3 separate regions of the Mus musculus genome follow, and regions 2 and 3 are each linked to region 1. Evidence: chromatin contacts called from public Hi-C and HiChIP or PLAC-seq data. All regions are on one chromosome and are shown on one strand. Each heading gives the region's core, a stretch centred on a gene start, on an enhancer-like site or on the middle of the called end of the contact. The rest is flanking DNA. Distances are from core to core; before and after follow the strand shown. Region 1 holds the start of Wdr95 (WD40 repeat domain 95). Region 2 overlaps Gm15411 (a long non-coding RNA gene). Region 3 has its middle 44 kb from the start of 2210417A02Rik.

Region 1 (3,712 bases), core at 698-3,197:
CTTAGTTCCTCTCTTGTCTTAGAGTTGGGGTCTCAGGGGTTTGCAGCTTCACTGTAACACTGAGTCCTTTCAGTTCAACACTCTGGGTCCTTGAAGGATGTTTTTTTTAAAACCATGGAGCTGTCTTCCCTAAACCACTGGTGTGTTTACACCTGTGTGGCTCCCATGGGCCCCTGGGACTTGCGCCTTCCAATGGACCCCTGCGTTTGCCCTTCACTTCACTCTGAACACTCGCAGCTATCCAGAAAGCTCCACGGCTTCATCGGCTTCCAAAGGCGTGTCAGTCTCCTGGGGTCCTAGCGACCTATGCTTGGAACATGGTGGGCGGAGCAACCGCCTGGGTGGTCCCCAAAGGCTCCCTTCTCCTTCCCTTCTCCTTTCCACCTGGTGTGTGTATGGGTGTCAGTTCAGGCCTGGCTCCTCTGGAAGGGGATTACAGCTTCATTCCCTCCCATGCATCCTCTGGCTGCCTCCACGGAACGTCTCGTCCATCTGACCTGGGGTGATGACTGGCCTTGGACCACCACCCCCCCCCTCCCCCCGCCTCTTAGCTTCCATCTTCTCCCTTACCGACCCAGAGCTCTCTGCGGCTCTCCTGCAAGAAAGCAAGATGGCAGCTTGTTACCAGCTAGATCATGTTGAGACCCCTTAGCCTTCAAGCCTCCACCAACACAGCCCCTCATTCGTTCATCATCTCCACTCCTGTGCTCTGAACTCGAGCTTCCTTCCAGTCCACCTAGCTACCTACCCACTTCTTTCCCTGCCCACCAAGGCTGTGCCCGGTTTATGCAGTGCCATTCACAGGCCGCCCTCTCCCTACCTGGAGTTGGTACATGTATGGAGTTGGCTCATAAAGCTCTCTTCCCTCGATCCAGTCCAGTGACTACTTTAGCGGTGCCAATACCGAGGATAGCTATCCCATACCTGGTGTTATTAGTGTTAGCACGTTAGCATTCCTTCTAGGTTCCTCCCAACAGTTAGTTACCTAGCAACAGCCAGGTGGGAGCCTGGGTTGCTATAAAAAGAACTGTTTGGCCTCTCTTCACTCTCTCTGACCCCTTTCTCTCTCTCTCTCTTTCTCTGACCCCCCCACCCTCCCTCTCCCCATCTTTTTCTGTCCCTTCTTTTTCTCTACTTCAACTCCTTTCTCAACCCCCTTCCCATGCCTCAAGTGAACATTTTATACTAGACCCGTGTTGTATGACTGGTACCTGGGGACAGGGGGCACCCACTAAGACACCCCCTCCCAGTGAAGCATACCGCGCTTTACAAAACATATCAAGTAGCACGGTTGAGTTCTTACTATATGTCATCACTAATTCAGTTACCTCTAAAAATAATTCCAAGAGAGGACTAAGGCAACCTTGGCCCAAATCACATCAACATTTGACACCCAGTCCGAGTCTTTACTAGTCACTAAATAGACACACTTTAAAAAAAAAAAAAAAAACTTCCCAAAGCACATTTATTGTGTGATCCTCCCCCCCCCCCCGCCCCCTTAAAGGGCCTAGCTAGATACTGAACACACGATATGTCTTTGATCCACTCACTGATTTGAGCTTCTAGCTTCCAGACTTAAGAATACCACGACCCCAGATGAGCAATTTATGGAAACAACAGTCACCAAGATCATTTGCCCTGGTCAATGACAGATGATAAACCATATCAGGACAAAGTGACCCGCAACATCCTGATAAGAAACCATCTCAGCCTCTGTGGGCTCCTTTTTCCTCTTTCTTTCCTCTTTTGGAAGAAGAAAATCCAGATCAGACACCTGAGAACTCATTGCTATTCTGTAGTCAGGTTGCTTCCAACTCTTTTATTCAAACCACCCCAGGGGCCTTGTGACATTACCTGCTAACGATTCTAACTCATCTTTCCAAACAAAGAGGCATCAGCCTGTCAAACAGCAACAGCCTTCCATCAACAGAGAGCTGAGGTCTCCTCCAGACTGGCAGAATGGGTGAGCGCTTACCGTACTCCCCATCCCCCACCCCGCGCCAGGGCCCTATGTGAATTTCTATGGGGTAATATTTACAGTGCTGGATGGCTGGGCCCTGTGGAGCTTAATGGGCTTCTTAATAAAGGCAGGCTTCATTAAGACAGAGAGCGCGGGGCGTCGTGCCCTTGCTTTGGAGGAGAGGACAAGCCAGCACAAGACGAATGCTCTCCCTCCGCTCGAAAATCATGCGGGTCAAGTGCCTTGTCACGCATTAACAGTCTTTTAAGTTGCTAGGCAGATCGAGAGGAGCCGAGCGGATAAACCAAGGCGGAGGAATTATGAGACCCATCCTGGTAGCACAAACGCTGGAACACAGAGCTGCCTTTAAACAAAGTAATTTGCTAAATGAGCGGCTGGCGGGTTTCCAGATGGCCAATGTGACACGGGCTTGGATGAATCCTTTCTTCAATCACGCGTTTGTCTGGACTGAGACATGAAAGGCCAGGTCAGAGCTACTGCGGTGGCTGCTGTAGCTTTGAAGCCCTTACATAAAACTCTACTGGTGTGGAACTCCGGCAGCTCCAGTGTGGCAGCTGGCGCGGGTGCCCTGGCGTTGGTGCTTGGGAGGCCACTAAGACAGCTGCTCCTTAAGCGGGAGGACAGCCAGCTCAGAACAGGGCTTCTCTGTCTTGCCTACCGCTTCGCTTCACACCAGGTCTCTGGGCAGGTGACCTTAGTACCAGATGAAACTGTAGTTGAAGTCTAAGAAGCAGAAATGTTGTAATTTTAAATATGAATTATTAAGAATCACTTAAAATCATTTCCATGAGTTTTGTCTTTCTTCCTTCAGTCCTGAATGATGTGTTTAAAATAAATAAATAAATAAATAAATAAATAAATAAATAAATAAATAGGAGATATGTGCTATGAGGTGTGGTGAGGTGTGGGAGAAGGGAATGTCTCAGCGGGCCCATGCCGAGGCATCCCTTCCCCATGAGGGACCAGCCACAGGTATAGTATAGTATAGTATAGTATAGTATAGTATAGTATAGTATAGAATAGAGTTTATTCAGGGCATGGGGAGGGGAGTTAAGAGGGCAGTGGAGGCAGAGAAAGGCAGAGAGAGGGAGAGTAGAGAAGTAGAGGAGTAGAGGCCAGCCATGAGCACGTGGAGGGGGGCGGGGAAGAGGCGAGGGGACAGAGTGGGAACAAGAGAGCAAGAGAACAAGAGGGAGAGGAGTGGGCAAGCAGCCCCTTTTATAGTGGGTCAGGCCTACCTGCCTGTTGCCAGGTAACTGTGGGGTGGAGTTTAGACAGAATTCTGACGCTGAACCCAGGACCTTATAAATGTTAGGTAAGCACTCTACCACTGAGGTACACCCCAGACCTCTAAGTCAGTTTGGAAATGCCCAAGATGGATGGAAAAAAAATCTACCTTAATTTTAATTTAGATTTAATGGAGGATGTATACAAGTCCTAGTTTTCAGACATGGTCTCTCTCAGCTGTGTCCCCTTTCTCACTAAATCGTATCTTGGTTTGAGGTCTTTATAGAGACAATGATGATCATTCCGTTCTGGGACGTCAAAGTCCGTGAAACACAGTGAATGAATGAAACCAGGTGATCTGGAGCCATCCGAGGGGCATGGGCCACACGGTAACCGGTAACATCACGAACGGGTGGCAGGCAGTGGGGAAAAAACAAACCAACAAACAATCTGGTTTCGCTGTGCCAAGCTCCGAGGCAAGCTTTACAGGGGGTTCTTAGCCTC
Region 2 (4,070 bases), core at 363-2,862, 550 kb after region 1:
TTTGTGGGAAGTCGAGATTAAGAGAACGGGGGGTGGGGGGGAAGTGTATTGTCGAGTTGTTCTGGGGCTAGGAAGCTGGCTTAGTGGTTAGAGCACTTGATGCTCTTGTAGAGAACCTGAGTTCAGTTCCCAGCACCGAAGTCAGTCAGCTTACAATTGCTGGTAACCACCTCTAGGGGATCTGCATTTCCAAGCACAGACTAACACAGGGACTGACACACATATACAAAATTTAAAATAATTTTATAAATTAAATCGTCCCGGGAGTCAGTAAGATGGCTTGTTGGGTCAAAGCATTTGCCTACTGAACAGAGTTCAACTTCTGGAATCCACATGGTAGAGAGAAGTGAGTGATTCATGCAACTTGCCCCTCAGCCCCCAACATGCATGCTGTAGCAGAAACACCCTCCCTCTCCAAAATAAATATATAAAAGTAAAGAGTTCTGAGCAGTCATTGCTCCTTTACCTCTCTGTATGTCGCCCCCATGACTACTGCATCTATAGAAACAAATAGAAAATGAGAACGTTCCAGCAGAACTTTTCTCTGACTTGAGTAACCTTGAAAGGAAGCTAGTTTCTGAATTTGACGGAGAATATCTCTACCACGCAAGGTATCACAGACTTCAGTCCCAGCAGCTGGAGATGTTGAGGGCTATACAGTGAGACCCTGGAGCAGTGAGAGAAAGAGGGACAGAGACAGACAGACAGACAGACAGACAGATAGACACACACACACACACACACACACACACAGAGAGAGAGGAGAGGAGAGACAGACAGACAGAAGACAGACAGACAGAGGGGAGGGGAGGGGAGGGAACAGGAAAGGAAAGGTGATAGAGAGACAGAGCGAAATTGAGAAACAAAAACAGAGACAGAGGCAAAGATGGGGGTGGGGGAGGAGAAGGGAAGGGAGAGGAGAAAGGAAAGGCCCATCCCTGTAGTCCTAGCACACAAGAGGGCAGCAAGTTCAAAGCCAACCTGGGTTACACATAGTCTCAGAATAATATACATGATAAATGATATCATTTATATAAGATATATGTTAAATTTTGAGGTAGAAATTAATTATAAAGAACCCCGAGTGCACTAAAAGTCTACAGCCATGCATTTTAGAAAATCAGTGGATTGGAAGAAGAGGGGGGCTCGGGGAGATCGGGACTGACGACTTGGGTGTCTTTTATATTACTGGGCTGCAGAGCACACATTTGTTTAGGCTTGCGAGCCTGTGCATCTTACACCAAAGACTGATGTCTCAAAGAAGCTCCAGGTAGCAGGTGCGATGTTCGTGCCAGCCTGCTGTGGGCTGCAGCATGGTGATCTTCCCTGCCAGCCTACCTTCCAATGCTCACTTCCTGAAAGCAAAGACTTTGATACTGGATTCCCAAATGTGTCATGAAGTCTCTCCAAACACAAAACCATGCACTCCCGCTTTTAAAAATAATAGCCCGGATGGCTTGTCTGTGTGGCGGGTCTAACAGGCATTCACGAATAAGCGATGTCCAAACAGGGACGTCAGAACAGAACCTGCCAGTCCAGAGCTTGGTGTGCAACGAGGGCAGGAATTACTGCAGAGAACTGAAGGCCTGGTTAACCTGCAACCACACAGAACACGAGGCAAAGGCGTGTGTGTGGCTCAGTGCTCTGTGGTGTACTTGGAACTACATAGCTGAGGGATTAGAGGTTGTTTGCTTGCTCGGTGCAAAGCAAGAGGCTTAGAGGAACTTCAATGACAACCGAAAGTTGACTCCTGTAACCGACTGTCTATGCTTGACAAGCCCAGTAAGTTGATAACCTTTTAGAGCTAAAAGGTCCCAGAGTCTCACTAAGCACCGGCCTGTAACATTCCTGCCTAAGCCCGCTGCTGTTTGGCACCATGGAACCTAAATAAAGGAAAACTTTTCCTGCCCAAGTATTTTTTTTTTTCCGGGCATTGATTACCTCTTGAGGCGTCCCCAGGGGTTGCAGCTGTTGTTTCCCACGGTTCCTAGGGTTGTAACTATAGAGGCATAACGTGGCAGTTACAACACATGGCCCAGGAAACTGTCACATACTGACAAGCTTCTTGCCACGGGATCTTTTTTAGCTGATGGCGCCATTGCTTGTCTGCAGCCACCCTCTCTGCAAGAATACCTCTGTTATATACTCAGAGCACAAGAGAGGTGCATGCCGACACTAAGGCTTCCCCAGGCCTCTCTCTGCAATACTGCCCTTAACAGAGTAGCTGGGCCAGGTCCTAACTGGTGGAATTTTGTATTTGCTTATTATTATGGAAGGGGCTATTTTTAAGTGTGAGACACTTCCTATCTTTGAGTTAACTCAAACCCATTTCCTACGAACAAAGCAGGCAACGGGGCTGCTAGGATTCAGAGGCTCGCTCAGATTACAGTCTGAAAGTCCCCTGGATGACACAAAGAGGGTGGCCTTGCAGGAAGGCTGGGGTTTATGACAAGAGGATTTCCTGAGCTCTGCTAACATCTGTTCCTCGGGAAGCCTGGCTTCTAGGAGAGGGGATTTGGGTTGAGCTCTGCCCTTGGGGTGGAGGGCGTGTAAGACAGAGACAGTTAGAGCTGCCTGCTCTGCCAGATTCTATTTCCTGTTGTTAAGCAGGTTCTTGTCAGGGGCTTGTGAGGTGCTGATGAGGAATTCTGCTGACCTTCCCTGTGCCATCTTGCCCCATCCCTCCTGCGACCTTTCTCCTTCCTTCCTTCCTTCCTTCCTTCCTTCCTTCCTTCCTTCCTTCCTTTTTTCCTTTCTCTCTTCTCCTCCTCCTCCTTCTCCTTCCTTCTCCTTCTCCCGCTCCTCCTCCTCCTCCTCCTCCTCCTCCTCCTCCTCCTCCACCTCTTCTTTTTGCCAAGACAGGTTCTCTCTATGCAGCTCTGCTTGTACTGGAATTCACTATGTGGACCAGGCTGGCCTCAAACTCAAGGAGATCCCTTTATCTCCCAAGTCCTGGAATTAAAGGTATATATATATATATGGCACTACATCCTGCTGTCTAGTACTTTGTCTTAACCCATTGATGCCCATAAGCAGTCCTGTATGCCAGGTTCTATTGGTCTGCTCATGTGCCCAAAGTCATTCATCTTCTACGGGTCACCCCTGGGTTAACACTCGTGTTGTTGCTCATGATGACAAACCGAGACGGATCAGGTTTGTAGGTGGCACTTGGTCAGGAAGTACCCCATGCATATCAGAGTGTAAAGCAGATGTTGCCCAGGCCGGAAACACGGTGTCAGCTGGGTTAGCTACACTGAGCCACAGGTGGCCCTTTAATGTGGCCTGATACTGCAGTTGTGCCTGGAGCTTTGTGGCTTCCACAGAAGAGTCGTTGCAGGTCCCCATGGATATCAGAATCTACGGGGTCTCTACCTTTTCTGTAAGACTTCATGGTGTTTGTATAGAACCTATGTGTGCTTCCTGTATACGCCAATCATCTCTATGTGATTTTTTTTCCCTTTTGGAGTAAAATCTTACTATCCTAGGTTGGCCTTGAACTCACAATCCCTTTGCCTTAGCCTTTTATGTTTGTGGATAAGAGGTATGCACTACCACATTTACTCTCTAGATGACTTTTCAGTCTTAATACAATGGACACACTCTGGGCATTTTTGTATGTTACCTATGAACCTACATAGGTAATTTTTACTGTGCATGCTTTTAATTAGTGGCTTTTGAATGCATAGATGTGGAAGGAGTGGGCAGGGAGGGTCAACTATGACTGTGTAGCAAAAGCTCAGCTCCTTCACAATTATGGCTATGGGGGACTCGAACACCCAGTGATGTGGGAGCCGTCAAGCCAAAAGTCAAGTGGGGTGGTGAGCTGCCGCCATGTTGTTGGTAAATTAAGTCCATCTAGTGGTGTGTGCCTGCATGCCGGATGGTGTATGCTGTGGAGGGTGGCTGCTCGGACCACTGGGGGAATGAGAAGGCTGAGGGAGGGGAGAGAGGCAAGAATGTACATATGTGTTTAGGGAGACAGGTGAAGACCTTTGGGTCCTGGGGGGAAGCTGATGGGCAGGTTGTATCTACCAGTGTCTCAGATCCATTTGCTTTTAGAGACTTAGAAG
Region 3 (3,934 bases), core at 342-2,841, 830 kb after region 1:
GGCTACTAGCATCTTTATTGGTCAATTAAGAGAACTTCAGCATTTGTATGCAGATTCCTGAACCACCCCCTACAACATTCTTCCTTTTATTTCTCATTTTTATTTGTTGAGGATTTATTTTTATTCATATAGAAGCCAGAACAGGTGCTTGCAAGCAGCCTGATGCGGGTGCAGGGAACTGAACTTAGGACCTTTGCAAAGGCAGTATGTCCTCTTAACTTCGGAGCCATCTCTCTAGCCCTCCACCCCTTTTTTATAAGAGTTATTTATTATTATACATAAGTACACTGTAGCTGTCTTCAGATGCACCAGAAGAGGGCGTCAGATCTCATTATGGGTGGTTGTGAGCCACCATGTGGTTGCTGGGAATTGAACTCAGGACCTTTGGAAGAGCAGTCAGTGCTCTTAACCGCTGAGCCATCTCACCAGCCCCCTCTCGCCCTCTTTTAAATATTTATTTATTTAGCACTGCAAATTCAAAGTAGAGTCTTGTGTGTGCCAGACAGAGCTACACCCAAAGCCCCTTTCCTTTCCTTTTTAATTGTTGACACAAACTCTCACTAAGTTGCTCAGGTATGCCATGGACATGGACTTGTGGCCCTCCTGCTTCAAAGGACTAAAGGTGAGAGGCCTGTGCCGCCAGGCCACCTGACCCTTGGTCCTTGACCATTTCTTTCTCTTCATGCCTCCAAACAAAACAAAACAAAACAAACAACCCCCCTCCCCCCAGAACTCTGGATTTTGCAGAGAAGAGACAGAAACAGGATGATAAAGAAAACAGGAAGAATAATGAAGACCCGCCCCAGGTACCTGGAGAGGCATTCACAATCGCTGTCTCCTGATACTCCCGTTTATTTCATCCTGGTTATGACAAAGGGCTTTGGAAAACAAGAAAAACAAAACAAAACAAAACAAACAAACAAACAAAAAAAACAGAACAAAACAAAACAAAAAAAAAAAAACCTTGCCCCAAGCAATATTTAAATGGAAGCAGTGGACGCCAAGGTTTCTAGAACTTTCTATGTATTTGCCTTTTGAGATCAGCCATAATTCTCTGGATCTCCACACATAGCCTTTGTGTACTGTCTCCCCTTCTTCCTGTGGCGTGTCTGTGGGTTCACAGTGTCTCCCCTCTTCTTTCTCCTTTAGAAAGGTCTCCTAATCTGGCCCTGACTGCTTGCTTCACAGGCTGAAGAGGAGAATCCCAGATTGCCTTCACTCACAAGATCTGGCAGCCAGAGCCCCGAGTCCCCCAAGCCCAGTGAGCAGTTCAAATATAAAACCGCACATAACAAGAAAAGTGAAGCACCATGAAACTCTTGTTTGATTAAAAAAAGAAGAAGAAGAAAGTAAACGAAAAATAGCACCATGTAAATATTGTACGTCAAGTTCATTTGTGCTAATTAAGAAATATTGGACATTTGTTTTGAATGGGCTTAGCAACCACTCCGTTTGAGTGGAATCTTCTGGAAAGACTGGCGAGGACAGAGCGGATGTCTTAAAGAGAAAGCTTGGAATATAGACAGGCACGGATGCCAGCCCTGTCCCTCTCAGACGCCTGCCGCCTTCCAAGACTGTGTCTTTGAAGGCATCCATCTCTGTGAGGCAAGCTGTGCCCCCAGGAGACACCTCTTTCCAGAGGCATCTGTGCAGAGCAGAAGTGGGCCGGCTCGGGCACCGAGCGTCATTCTAAGATGCTCAAGTATCCCGTTCCTCTCTGAAGATGCAATCTCCTGCACTGAGGGAGTGGAGAGACTTGAGCCCAAGTTTCTACCAACACCTCTTTCTGGTCCTCTGTCCATTCTCAACGCCTCCATCCTCCTTGGGAGAGCCGTTAGCTTGACATTTTGAAAGACTTTCTCCTTGTACCCTTGGCAGACCCCCAGGCTCCGCGTTGCTGGGCTGCTTAAAGATTCAGGCTGCGTGGGCCTGGCATCAGGCTGCTCCAGGCTTGGCTGAGACCACCTGGCTCCGGCTAGGACTTGGAACGACACAATCCGGATGAAGGAGAATCTCGTATCTCTGGGGAGAACTGCCCTTGGCCTGAATTCGTCAAACAGGATTTATTGGGATAAGAGCCGAGGGGGCAGAAAGAGTAAAGAATATATTCTTAAAGCTAAGTTAAAATCTAAGTCTATGTTGTGGGTATGACAGTAAAAATAGGATTCCAGGCTCGTTTAACACAGTACGATGCAAAGCTCCACTTCAAAGCAGGTCACATGGGGTCGTACTGCCCTGGGGTCTCTGGATCCTTCCTCAAATGCCTTTAAAACAAACCCTGAAGGAGTTGATAGAACCCCAGATATTGAAGTTCCTAAGAAAAGCCTCTGGCTGTATTCCCAGAATTTACTCTCACACCACAGGAAAAAGCCATTGTTAAAGAAGTTACCAGGCAGCATAACTGACTACAGTAAGGTAGATACTCATGTTGGGGACATTGAGACTGTTAAAACAAACTATGTCCAATTAAAAGGCTTATTTTAAAGAAGTGGGCCACAATCTAGTAGTGCAAGTGCCTCAAGAGATACACAACGCAGATAGTTCCTGTCCACCTGCTACTTTGCCCAGCCCTAGATTGTGGCAATATTTGGGTGCCTAACTACTTAGAGTTGAGCATTCATGTAACACTGCTAGAGACAGACACACACACACACATACACACACACTCACACACTAGTTCACACACTCACACACACTCAACACATTAGATCACACATACTCACCCACACTTACATACACACTGGCACACACATACTCACATACAGTTGTGCACACACACAAGCACACACACATGCATGTACACGCTTGCATGCACACAGACTCACACCAGGAAGGAAAGAGAGAAAATATGGAAATGCCATCAGACCGAATCTAGACTGGGTCATCAAGGATGTCTCTTCAGAAAATAATGTATCCCCATTTTAACTCACTGACTTATAAGTATTTTTATGACTTATGGAAATGAAACTGTCAAATGTTAAAGTTGTCCCTGATTCTCTTTATTCTGTCTTTGCCACTAAGTGTTTAATTACAAATTATAATCTACAGCACCCAACATCCCCACCCCACCCCCAGTGTCTGAAAATGCGGTCATCTTGGAGACTAGTGTGATTTCAGGGAAGGAGACGGTACTCTGAAGTCAAGGAGATGAGTCAGAACCCGAACAACAGGCTTTCTAGCTCCTGACTGTGGCTGATTAGTTCAGGGTCTGTTTACTTCAGTCTTCACGAGGAAATGAAGCCTATCTTGCCTATTTTACAGGACCCTAAGAATTAGTATGCATGAATACTAATGGTGTAAAATTAAATATGATTAGGATGGAATAGCTGTTCCTAATTTAGTGGGAGAAAACAGGAGGGATATCGCTAATGAGAAGAATTACTACTGAGCACATGCAGCAAGCACCCCGTGCAGAACCTGGCTTCCAGGCAGTGGAGGACAGGGTGGATGCTGGGTACCAAACAAACCGAGATGATGCTATCTCTCCTCTGGGCCAGATGTGATGCTTTGAGCTGGGAATATCCTGCTGGGGGCACTATTACTAAAATTCCCTCCCCTGTCCTAAGGTCCCAACAACAAACTAAGGAGATTCCATCATAGTTCACTCTGGGGACCAGTGAGATAATGGGGCTTCCTTACAGAGCAACGGATGAGGGATTAGGGACAGGAGCACAGATGGGCAGGAGCAGAGGGAGCCTTAAAGCAGCCACACTGGGACGTCTGTACCCAACATGGGTAATGACTTCCCCAGGGCTGAATAGGAGGAGCACCCTCCTCTAAATTTTTCCTTACCTATAGACGCTAGTCCAGTGCTTCTCAACCTGTGGGTCATGATCCCTTTGAGGGGATAAACAAAATTTTTCACAGGGTTCGCCTAAGACCAGCAGAAAACACAGATATTTACATTATGATTCATAACAGTAGCAAAATTACA

The links. Hi-C and Micro-C count contacts between places; a contact is called where the count stands out from the background. HiChIP or PLAC-seq counts read pairs in DNA pulled down with a chosen protein or histone mark.
Region 2: an H3K27ac HiChIP or PLAC-seq map of T-cell acute lymphoblastic leukemia shows a contact between it and region 1, with 3 times the contacts expected there. The contact joins the enhancer-like site here to the promoter of Wdr95 in region 1. A contact is called at or near these places in 4 of 39 promoter capture datasets (cranial neural crest, hippocampal neurons, maxillary cranial neural crest and 1 more), 2 of 484 Hi-C or Micro-C datasets (cerebral cortex and cortical neurons) and 6 of 115 datasets of contacts at active chromatin or transcription factors (SST interneurons, T-cell acute lymphoblastic leukemia, embryonic basal ganglia and 3 more).
Region 3: a contact with region 1 is called in a Hi-C map of the N1E-115 cell line, with 4 times the contacts expected there. The contact joins the enhancer-like site here to the promoter of Wdr95 in region 1. A contact is called at or near these places in 1 of 484 Hi-C or Micro-C datasets (the N1E-115 cell line) and 3 of 115 datasets of contacts at active chromatin or transcription factors (astrocytes, large pre-B cells and pancreatic cancer cells).

What each region holds. Positions count from the first base shown.
Region 1 is chr5:149,526,914-149,530,625 of GRCm38.p6, reverse strand. It overlaps Wdr95 (WD40 repeat domain 95), which reads right to left and starts at 1,947. Exons shown (of 23, transcript NM_029440.3): 1 at 1,855-1,947. The region is part of intron 1 of Gm15997 (predicted gene 15997); the gene reads left to right.
Region 2 is chr5:148,976,218-148,980,287 of GRCm38.p6, reverse strand. All of the region lies in intron 4 of Gm15411 (a long non-coding RNA gene), which reads left to right. Among named protein-coding and RNA genes, the nearest start is that of 5930430L01Rik, 17 kb to the left of the region's middle. Within about 2 kb of position 1,612, at least 138 of the 459 cell types and tissues checked have an H3K27ac peak or open chromatin away from gene starts, as enhancers often do. A contact at or near this core is called in T-cell acute lymphoblastic leukemia, where this site is marked.
Region 3 is chr5:148,695,833-148,699,766 of GRCm38.p6, reverse strand. No RefSeq gene overlaps it. Among named protein-coding and RNA genes, the nearest start is that of 2210417A02Rik, 44 kb to the left of the region's middle. Within about 2 kb of position 1,591, at least 31 of the 459 cell types and tissues checked have an H3K27ac peak or open chromatin away from gene starts, as enhancers often do. A contact at or near this core is called in the N1E-115 cell line, where this site is marked.